Regions from separate parts of the Mus musculus genome. Here region 1 is linked to region 2. Evidence: chromatin contacts called from public HiChIP or PLAC-seq data. All regions are on one chromosome and are shown on one strand. Each heading gives the region's core, a stretch centred on a gene start, on an enhancer-like site or on the middle of the called end of the contact. The rest is flanking DNA. Distances are from core to core; before and after follow the strand shown. Region 1 holds the start of Rbms2 (RNA binding motif, single stranded interacting protein 2). Region 2 overlaps Rbms2 (RNA binding motif, single stranded interacting protein 2).

Region 1 (5,275 bases), core at 1,080-3,579, 36 kb before region 2:
AACAAAATGTAAAGCTTCCACTTGTTCAAAAGCACCGAGGTGCGAGGTGCGTGGACTTGGTCTCGGGATGATGCCTTCGCGCTGGGAACGGTCACCCCAGACAGAACGGAACAAGGGCTCTGAAGTTATTGCCATTGTATATTTAATTTGTATATGCTTTTAACATACTCACTTTTGTCCTCTTTTATTACATTTAAAATGTGTGTGTGTATGTGTGTGTGTGTTGGTGAGTGTATACTATAGCACATACGGTGGTCAGAGGACAAATTTCAGGAGTAGGTTCTTCTCCCTTGTACCCCGTGGGTCCCAGGAATTAATCCAGATCTTTCAGCACCTTTACCTGCTGAACTATCATGTGAAAAAAAGTATAGCCTAGGCTGGCCTTTTCCCTCAAGCTCTGCAGTGGATCCTACGGTCACTGGTCACTCTGTGGCCTTGGCTGGCCTCAGGCTTTTGGTGATCTTTCTTCATACATGCTGGAGTTCCAGCTTTAAGCAGTGTATCACCATCCCTAGGCCATGCTTTTTCTTCTTCTTATTATTATTATTTGTTTTTTGAGACAGGGTTTCTCTGTATTATTATTAATTAATTAATTAATTAATTACTTTTTTCTCTTTCTTTTAAAAGATTTATTTATTAGAATAAGTTCACTGTAGCTGTCTTCAAACGCACCAGAAGAGGGTATCAGATCTCATTATGGGTGGTTGTGAGCCACCATGTGGTTGCTGGGATTTGAACTCAGTACCTTTGGAAGAGCAGTAGGTGCTCTTACCCACTGAACCATCTCACCAGCCCTATTAATTTTAAGATACTTTTTTTTTAAAGATTTATTTATTTATTTATTTATTTATTTATTATATGTAAGTACACTGTAGCTGTCTTCAGACACTCCAGAAGAGGGCGTCAGATTTCATTACGGATGGTTGTGAGCCACCATGTGGTTGCTGGGATTTGAACTCGGGACCTTCGGAAAAGCAGTTGGCACTCTTAACCACTGAGCCATCTCGCCAGCTCCAAGATACTTTTTTTTTAATGTTAAAAAAATTAGCTTGGCAGTGGGGGTGCACACCTTTGATCCCAGCATTTGGGAGGCAGGGGTAGGCAGATATCCAGGCCAGCCTGGTCTACAGAGTGAGTTCCAGAACATTCAGGGCTACACAGAGAAACCCTGTCTCAAAAAATAAAAAATAAAACATTGTGTGTGTATGTGTGTCTCTGTGTGTGTTTTGTGTACTTATGTATGTGTATATACGTATGCATGTGTATATGATGGGGGGGGGGAGTGGGAGAGGGAGAGAGAGCACACATGTGTGAGCATGCTGGTATCCATGGAAGCTAGTGGCCATAGAGGTGACTGTGAGTCACCTCATGTGGATGCTGGGAATCAGCTGTGCTCTCCTGGAGTAGCAGCCATGCTCTTAACCCCTGAGCCAGCTCTCCAGACTCCAAAATCTTTCTTACTGCATCAAGATCACCCTAATATAAGCTGGGCCTGGGCGTGGTGGTGCACACCTTTAATCCCAGTACTCGGGAGGCAGAGGCAGGTGGATTTCTGAGTTCGAGGCCAGCCTGGTCTACAAAGTGAGTTCCAGGACTGCCAGGGCTACACAGAGAAACCCTGTCTCAAAAACCAAAAAAAAAAAAAAAAAAAATCACCCTAATATAAACTAGTCTGAGCTCTGAGCTCTCACACACGGTATTGCCATATAGTCTTCTTTCCATGCTCTGGGAGGCAGTCAAGATGGTCCTTTTACACTAAGCTTGATGTCTTTAAATATATATATATATATATATATATACTATTTCATTTATTTCTTTTTGTATGTGCATATGTGGGCATGCCACATTGGGTGCTGGGGTCGGGGGAGAAAAATTTTTGGTAGCTGGTTCTCTCCTTCTACCATGTAGATCTGGGAACTGAGCATAGGCCTGGCAACTTACTAAGACATTTTTCAGGCCAAGTTTGAAATCTTGTAGCTGAGATCTCAGGGAAAGAAAGCTTCAAATCAAAACAAAACAACAACAAAAACCATTGTCTTTTATTAATAATAGGTTAATTGTCTTTTCATAATAATCAGAACTTGTTCATGGAGAAACAGGGTTACATTTGAAAAGGATTAGACCTAAGAATTCTTCTTTCTAGCTTGAACTAAGCCTATGAAAACCAAAACCAAAACAGAACATCCCGGGCATTAGGACCCAGTGGAAGTGGCTCGTTCTGACTTTGGGTTAACTTCTCTCAGTGACGTAAGGAGCAGACCTAGCTCATTCTTCCCCGCAGGCCCCCCCCCCACTCCCTCTCTCTCTCTTGCGTGCTCCTTTTCTCCTCTTTCTCCTCCCCCTCCCTTCTCCCTTCCCTCCCTCTTTCCCTCCCTTCCTCTCTCCCTCTCCTTTCCCCCTCCCCTCCTCCCTCCCTCTTTCTCCCTCCCTTTCCTTCACTCTCTTCTTTCTCTCTCTCAGCTCCGTAACAGTAAAGAAAAAATGCTGCTATCAGTGACTTCCAGGCCTGGGATTTCGACTTTTGGCTATAACAAGAACAACAAGAAGGTAGGAAAAAAGTGCTTTTGGGGAATCAGCTACTTCCTTTCCTAGGGATCCAGGAGCGCCCTTGGTTTTAGAATTCTCCTTTAAGAGGGGAACGAGATTCCTCTGTCCCCCTTCAGCGCCTCTCCTTCCACCGCGTCTTTCCTGCCTTTTTGCACCTGGTTCTGGAGTTAAAGGAATTTAGAGCAGAAGTTTGTGAGGCTGGAGGAGGCAGCGGAATAAAAACAACCAACTTTGCAAGTTTGTATCTTCTGAAACGAAGTTAGTCTGCCTGTCTGCTGCTGCGCCCATGGTCCCGGGGATAGTCTGACAACTCAGACCTTGTCCCTAGGCTCACACCCGGCAAGATTATTTTATCATTTTGGTTAATTGCATCCACCCTTACCCCCACCTCACTTCGCTTTTTACTCAACCCACCAGATAGCAGAAAAATTACAGGTAGTTTGAGAGGTCTCAAGGCTCATCAAGAATTAAGTGTGTGCTTCTAGACGAGAGACCCTACCCCACCCCACCCATCCTGGCAGAGGAATTTGGGGAGATAACATGCTTTGGGATTAAGGCAGAAAGCTCTGTGATTCTTTGGGTCATGCCTTTTGAGAGGATACTTGGAACCCTGCAGATAGCCAGGCTTAGCAAGGATCCCTGGAGTCTTTATGATTAACCCCTGGCTGCCTGAGGAGTTAAGGTATGTTTGAGTGAATGAACAGCCTGGAGAGAGATAGACAGGCTTGCCCACATTTGCCAGAGAGTATCCTTGGCAGTTTCTTGGCATTTTGTGGTATGCAATGCTGGAGGAGGAGCTTTGAGCCATAGCAGGAAGACTTTTTGGTCTCTTTTGAGCATTACAGCTGTTCTTTAAGAAAACACGTGGTGCAGAGATCTATGCTTGTTTGATGGAATGTTGGAGGTGGGGAGAGATTCATATCCTCGTGGACCTGAAAAGACCATTTCAGAGACTCGAATACTAGTATCTCATCAGGGCAGTACTCTGGTGGGTAGTTTATGTGGTTTTCATTCTGTTTATGTGCTTAAGAAAGAAAGCTCTACAGCCAGGTGATGGTGCAAGCCTTTAAATCTAGTACCCAGGAAGCAGAGGCAGTCCAATCTCTAAGTTCAACACCGGCCTGGACTACAAGCAAGTTCCAGGACAGCCAGAGCTACAGAGAGAAACCCTGTGTCAAAAAACAAACAAAAACAAAAAAAGAAATGAAGCTCTATGCATATTTTTGATTACACACATATACAAACATTATATTATATATTTCAATAGGTATTAACTGATGCCCTTCTAATATATATATATGCATATATATATATGTTATATGTGTATATATGTATATATAATTCATTTTATATGTATGTGTGTTTGAAAGGGAACATTCCACCTATCTTTATTCTCCTCAGCTCTTTATAGTACTGTATACAAGTTTCATTCTCATTTTCTATTAGTTTTGGGTTTTGAGACATGGTCTCCGTCTTTGCTCCAAGTTGGCCTAAAACTCACTCTGTAGCCCAGGCTGGTCACAGGATCACAGATATGAATGAGCCATTGCCTCTTATCTTTTTCTTTCTTTCTTTCTTTCTTTCTTTCTTTCTTTCTTTCTTTCTTTCTTTCTTTCTTTCTTTCTTTCTTTCTCTTCCTTCCTTCCTTCCTTCCTTCCTTCCTTCCTTCCTTCCTTCCTTTTCTTCTTCTTCTTCTTCTTCTTCTTCTTCTTCTTCTTCTTCTTCTTCTTCTTCTTCTTCTTCTTCTTCTTCTTCTTCTTCTTCTTCTTTTTGGTTTTTTGAGACAGGGTTTCTCTGTATAGCCCTGGCTGTCCTGGAACTCACTCTGTAGACCAGGCTGGCCTCGAACTCAGAAATCCACCTGTCTCTGCCTCCTAAGTGCTAGCCTTCCTTTCTTTCTAATTTGGTTTTATTATGTAGCCCAACTGGCCCTCAAACTTGTAATCCTCCTGGCTCAGCCTTCCCAGGGCTCCTACTACACAGCCTCTTCTGATTCTTTTTCCCCTCCAAGTTTCTCAGGATACCCATTAGAATAAAAGGAAATGGATTTTCTCTTTCAGGTTGTTATGTATTTGAATATATCTAAAATATTTTCTCAGTTCTCCTTTCCCTTTGGAGTATGGGGGATGTCTAAGATTTAGTTTCCTTCTTTTTTTTCTTTTTGTTTTTTTGTTGATGCTGATGCTGGGGATGGAACGTGTGGCCTTGCACATGCACTTGGTGACTAAGCCAACAGCCAGATGTTTAGATTGTAAGTGTAGGAGAACTTGGGGACCAAGAGATAGGACTGCAGATTTCAACTTAATCTCATATCTCTTCCTGATAATTTATAAGGTCTGGGAAACAGTTCAGGAAATACTGTCTTTGGATAGGGTAGGAGTGGGAGCAGCTGCATAGTCACTAATTGTATTTGCCAAGAAGACCTTGGGGGATGGTGGGATGGCCCTGTGGGTGAAAGCAATTGTCGTTTCAAGCCCCAGGTCCCATGGTTGAAGGAGAAAGTCACTCCCTTCCTGAAATTTGTCCTGCTGTCTGCACACACAGTGTGGCATTGTGTACTCACTCAGAGAGATACACTAATGATAGCAAGAATAAAAAAATAAGTAATTAAAAAAAGCCTCTGGGGGTCTGTCAGGATGACTTAGATGGCAAAGGTCGTGCCTTCAAGCCTGAGTCCTATCTCGGGACCTATATTAGGTAGGAGACTCCCACAAGTTGTCCTCTGACC
Region 2 (5,752 bases), core at 1,897-4,396:
TGAACTGTGGAGTTGACAAGTCAGGAGAAAGGAATCTAACCTCAGGGCCAGGCTGCAGGGCAAGAGGAAAACTTGTTCTGCCTGCTTCTTAAAGAGACAGCTGGTAGGTGGCTTGTGTTACTGGATTGTACAGCAGTAGACGTGGTAAATATTATAATCTCTCTTCCTGGACTAGGTGTGTAGTACACGGTGACAGTTCTGGGTATTACAAACAGAAGGTTCTCTGTGTTTGGATCCCCCCCTTAATGCTTCTCTTCTCAAATGTTATTCTGTGCATGAGGGCTGAGGATGGGATGGGGAGCAAGATGTGAGCCTCAGTTTTCACCTTCGTGTCCATAGCAACAGGAGCAAGACCCTACAAACTTATACATCTCAAACCTCCCTCTGTCAATGGACGAGCAGGAACTGGAGGGGATGCTGAAGCCCTTTGGCCAGGTCATCTCTACTCGGATCCTTCGAGACACTAGTGGGGCCAGCAGAGGGGTCGGCTTTGCAAGGTAAGGGATGACTGAGAGTGGCTAGCAAGAAATAACTTAGGAAACAACACATACACACACAGATGCACATACAGATGCGCACAGACACACACGCACAGAATCACACACAGACACACACAAATACACACAGAGATACACACATACATACACATATAGACACATAGGCGTACACACACACACACAGTGCCCTTCCCCTGAACTAGACCAAAATAATTGTCAAAAATACCTAATAAGCCGGGTGTGGTAGCACACGCCTTTAATCCCAGCACTTGGGAGGCAGAGGCAGGCGGATTTCTGAGTTCGAGGCCAGCCTGGTGAGTTTTGAGACAGGGTTTCTCTGTCTTGAAAAACCAAAAAAACCCCAAAACAAACAAACCTAATAAGAGGCAGCAAAGTAGCTCAGCAGGTAAAAGTGCTTGACAGCAAACCTGGTGACCTGAGTTTGATCCCTGGAGCCCAGACGGTAGAAGGAAAAACTGACCCCAGAAGGTGGTCCTCTGACCTTCACATGTGCGGCAGCTTCTGCACATACATAATACATACATGAATGCAAGTTGTCTAAACCCTTGGTAGTAAATCGTGTGTGTGTGTGTGTGTGTGTGTGTGTGTGTGTGTGTGTTGAATATTAAACTAAGGGCCTGGCACATAACAAAAACTGCCTGCAATCCTCCTGCCTCTGCCTCCCAGACGCTGGGATTCTAGGCATGCTCCACCACGCCTCACCTCATGGATGTCCTTCGGCTTCCTTTCCCATTGCCTCTGCTAACCTAGCTTTTGTTCGTCCGATTCTGTGCCCTTACAGCTGACCATTCCCACTCCACACCTCATTTAAACTCTGTCAGGCCTGGACCTAGTCCTCAGATCAGTAGGATGAAGTGGAAGATTTGCTATGCTCTCTGGATCTTCAGGGAGACTTCTATCCTAGAACAACCTGTGCAGTGGCTGCCCTGTGTTGTAGGACATTGCTGAGCTTTAGCGTTCTCTGTGGAGTTTGATTACCCAGATCTCTCCTTCTCTAGGCTGCCCTCTCCTGGGCTCATGTGTCATGGAGCTTCACCTGATCTTAGCCTACCTAAAAATGACTTACTTTTTTAAAAAAGATTTTGCTTGGGTGCTTACATGGTTGATCAGCACGTAAAGATGCTTGCTGTTGAAGCCTGCCAACATGTTTGACCCCCCCCCACCACTCACATGACTACACACACATACTGATGTTTTTATAAAAAGACAAAGAAAGTGGGGGGGGGAGTTATGTTCTATGGAGGTATAGTCAGGTATGGGGGGGAGGGGGTACCTTGGTGGGCCCATGCTGAGGCATCCCTTCCCCCTGAGGGAGCAACCACATGATGGTATAGTAATAGAGTTTATTAAGGGCATGGGAGGGGGGAGTTAAGAGGGTAGTAGAGGCAGAGAAAGGCAGAGAGAAGAGAAGAGAAGTAGAGGAGAAGAGAAGAGAAGAAGTAGAGGAGAAGAGGCTGCCATGAGCACGTGGAGAGATGGAGGGGAGGGAGGAGAGAGAGGAGAGGACAGAACATGAGCAAGAGGGAGCAAGCAGCTCATCAGGCATCCCTGGGTGTTGCCAGGTACTGTGGGGTGGAGCATCCCTGGCTGTTGCCAGGTAACTGTGGGATGGATCTTAGAGAGAATGCTAACACATACAAAATAAATACATGTGAAACATTGTTGCAAAGACTTTTTGTTTTGAGTGGCGGAAAATCTCTGCAAGTTCAAAGTGGCCATATCTGAAAGAATGTGAGTTCCAGGCTAGCCAGCACTAACTACATCATGAGTCCAAGCTCAAGACAGGGTGGTAATGTAGCTCTGTGGGTAGAGTGCTTGCTTAGTAGGCATGGGACCCCCCCCCCCAAAATTTGATCTACAGCATGGAATAAAATGGGTATCTAATGACATTTTAGCACTTGGGTTGTGGAGGCAGGAGAATCAGAAGTTGAAGGTGAACCCCTCAAAGTTTGTACACACCTGTAACCCTTGTGCTTGGAAAGTTGTACATAGACTGTTTACAGTCAGCCCAAGTTGATTTTTGTTTTTGTTTTTGCTTTTGTTTTTTTTAAGAGTCTGTCTCAAAATCAACAGTGGAAGTCAAGCAGTGGTTGAGAGGGCAGATGCAGGAGGATCTCTATGTGTTCAGGGCCAGCCTGGTCTATAGATCACGTTCCAGGCCAGCCAAGGCTCTGTTACACAGAAAAACTCTTCTCTTGAAACAAACAAACAAACAAACAAACACCAAAACAACAAACTATTCAAGGCCTGATCTGTAGCTCAGATGAGAGGGATCACTTGGAATTCAAGACCTGCCGAATTGAGAGTGAGACCCTAGCTCAATAAACAAACAAATAAATAAAATATTGAAAAATCAAACAAGTGAGTTTCACTTGAGAGGAGAGTCTGTTAGTTGTTAATTGTTTTTAGCTTAAAGGTCTGGGTTTTGTGTTTCAGTCTCTTAGCCTGCTCAGACTGGGAGTGAAGTGGGTTATCTTGGCCCATCACAATCCTGACATTTGGAAGAGGATGGGGAGCCCCTGGACTATGTGAGATACCGTCTCAAAGAACAGCCTCTCCAATAAAATAGAGGCTGTGGCTAGAAAAATACTAGTTCTGAATAGGCTCAGTCTGCGTAGCGCCACCTAATGTCAACCTTGGGTAATACAAGAGGAAGAGTCTTGGACTTGTGTTCTTCCACTTTCGGCTCACACACTGTTTGCTTGTTTGTTTTGCTTTTCGAGACAGGGTTTCCCTGTGTAGCCCTAGCTGTCCTGGAACTCACTCTGTAGACCAGGCTGGCCTCCAACTCAGAAATCTGCCTGCCTCTGCCTCCCGAGTGCTAGGATCAAAAGCGTGCGCCACCACGCCTGGCCCTTTTTCTTTTGTGATGTGTCCTGGTTCCATTTTTGTTACTGTGCTTAAACACCGGGACAAAAGGATACTTAGGAAGGAGGGTGTGGTGGTCCCTGTAATCCCAGCACTCAAGAGGCAGAAGTGGGTGGAGTGGAAGGGACAGCTTGGTGAATAGAGTCAGTTCCAGGCTGAAAAAGCTTATACTGAGAGGCCCTGTCGGACAGAACCCAGGACAGGATGAGTTCATGCATGCTTGCTTGCCCGTTTAGGCTCACTTTGCCTTCTCCACTCTGACACAGCTTAGGGCCCCCATCTAGGGAACAGTCCCTGCCTAGGGAATGGTGCCACCCAAGTGAATTAATGGAAGACAGTCCCTGGGAGACATGCTGACAAGCTCACAGTTAAACCCAATACAGGCAGTTCTTCACATAGTTCACCAGCAGCTGGGATTAAATAACTGCCTGTGTTTTGTTTATTATTTTTTTTAAATTTATTTACCATATGTAAGTACACTGTAGCTGTCTTCAGACATACCAGAAGAAGAGGGCATCAGATCTCATTACAGATGGTTGTAAGCCACCCTGTGGTTGCTGGGATTTGAACTCAGGACCTCTGGAAGAGTCAGTGCTCTTAACTGCTGAGCCATCTCTCTGGCCCTCATTTATGTTTCTATTACATTTTATTTGTTAATTTGTGAGTGTGTGTGTGTATGGAGGACAACTTTTAGGAATCAATTTTTCTCCTTTACCATGTCGGTTCCAGGGATCAAACTCATGTCATTAGACTTGGCAGCAAGCTCTCTGATCTGCTGAGCCATCTTGCCAGTCCAAGTATAGAGCTGCTGAAATCCCAGCATGTGAACACTGAGACAGGGGCTATACAACAAGATTCCCATTTCAGAAAATCAGAAACAAGCAGGAACCGCTCAGCAGTCTGTACTTCGGAAGGAAGCTGTAGCTGGTGCATAGACGAGGATGTGGTCACTTTTCCTGAGTGCTCTGACTTACAGAGCCTTGGGTGGTGAACGGCCACTGGTACCTACACCTTCATTCTTTTCTTGTGCTTTCCCCCTCTGTATCACGTATGGGGCAAGAGCCCTCACACCCTTTAAAAAGCATTTCTTTATGACAGGTAGTAGTGGCTGCACACCTTTTTAATCCCAGCACTCAGGAGGCAGAGGCAGGTGGGTCTCTGAGTTCAAGGCCAGCCTGATCTGCAGAGTGAGTTCCAGAGCAGCCAGGTCTACACAGAGAAACTCTGCTTTGAAAAAAAAAAAAAAAAAAAAAGGCATTTATTTATCAATTCATGGGGGGAGAACAAATATGGCATCACATTTCTGTGGAGGCCAGAGGAAGCTCACAGGAGTCAATTCTCTCCTTTAAATATTTACTTGTATGTGTAAGAGTCTTCTGTGTACATGCATTTATGTGCACCAAGTGTGAGCCTGTTATCTTCAGAGGTCAGAGGAGGGCATTGGATCCACTGTAAGTTATTACACATGGTTGTGAGGTATCCTGTTAGTACTTGCACCAGAACCTGGGTCCTCTGCAAGAGCAATAGGTACTCTTACCCACTGAGCCATTTCTCCACTTCACTTCACTTCTTTTTTTTTTTTTTCTTTTTTGAGACAGTGTCATTGTAGCCCCAGCTGGCCTGGAACTTGATAAGTAGACCCAGGCTGGTCTGGAACACTCAGAGAGACACCAGTCTCTGCTTCTCGAGCACTGAGGTCAAAGTCATGCGCCATCATGCTGACATCATTAGGAATTTTTAAAAAATAGTTCCATGACCACTGAAAAAACTTTACGTTTATTTCTTATGTACATATGTGCATGTTTGTGTGTTACAGTGCATGTGTGGAGGTCAGAGGACAACTATCAGGAGTTGGCTCTCTCCTTATACCATGTGGGTTCCAGGGATGGAACTCAAGTCGTTGGGCCTGCTGAAAAAAATGCCATTATCCACTGAACCATCTCATCAGCTCACCATTAGGGCCTGGGCTACTCAGTCAGCGAGTGCGGGCTCACCCTGCATGACAACTTCCAGCACTCCATAGCAGTCAGACACGGTAGAACTTTTCTGCAGTTGTAACACTGAGGCAGGAGAATCAGATCAAAGCCATTCTCAGACACAGGGTTTGAGGCCAGGCAGAGGTATATATAAAATACACACACAGAGAGATAGCCTGTGTTTAAAAAAATAAATAAAAAGGAAAGCTAGGTGCCTCGAAATGAACATGTAGGACATAAACATTCTCCAGTATTTGTGGGTCTAGGAGCCTGTGAGTATGTGTAGGACACATATCCCGGACAGGTGGTCTTACTCCTCATGTGCGTCTTAGGATGGAGTCAACAGAGAAGTGTGAAGCCATCATCACCCACTTTAATGGAAAGTATATA

The links. HiChIP or PLAC-seq counts read pairs in DNA pulled down with a chosen protein or histone mark.
Region 1: a contact with region 2 is called in an H3K27ac HiChIP or PLAC-seq map of embryonic stem cells, with 58 read pairs. The contact joins the promoter of Rbms2 here to the enhancer-like site in region 2. A contact is called at or near these places in 19 of 39 promoter capture datasets (3T3-L1-derived adipocytes, the C10 cell line, the HPC-7 cell line and 12 more), 13 of 15 datasets of contacts at CTCF or cohesin (CD8 T cells, the G1E-ER4 cell line, the NIH/3T3 cell line and 6 more), 297 of 484 Hi-C or Micro-C datasets (the 3T3-L1 cell line, 3T3-L1-derived adipocytes, the 4T1 cell line and 155 more), 50 of 115 datasets of contacts at active chromatin or transcription factors (the 230-238 cell line, CD8 T cells, the HPC-7 cell line and 30 more) and 5 of 9 other capture datasets (adipose tissue, embryonic tail, liver and 2 more).

Annotation. Positions count from the first base shown.
Region 1 is chr10:128,173,622-128,178,896 of GRCm38.p6, reverse strand. Rbms2 (RNA binding motif, single stranded interacting protein 2) reads left to right here and starts at 2,329. Exons shown (of 13, transcript NM_019711.2): 1 at 2,329-2,547. The coding sequence starts at 2,482.
Region 2 is chr10:128,138,140-128,143,891 of GRCm38.p6, reverse strand. Rbms2 (RNA binding motif, single stranded interacting protein 2) reads left to right here. Exons shown (of 13, transcript NM_019711.2): 5 at 340-497; 6 at 5,695-5,752. Among named protein-coding and RNA genes, the nearest start is that of Gm51821, 15 kb to the right of the region's middle. Within about 2 kb of position 3,146, at least 9 of the 459 cell types and tissues checked have an H3K27ac peak or open chromatin away from gene starts, as enhancers often do. A contact at or near this core is called in bone marrow-derived macrophages, embryonic stem cells, germline stem cells and 3 more, where this site is marked.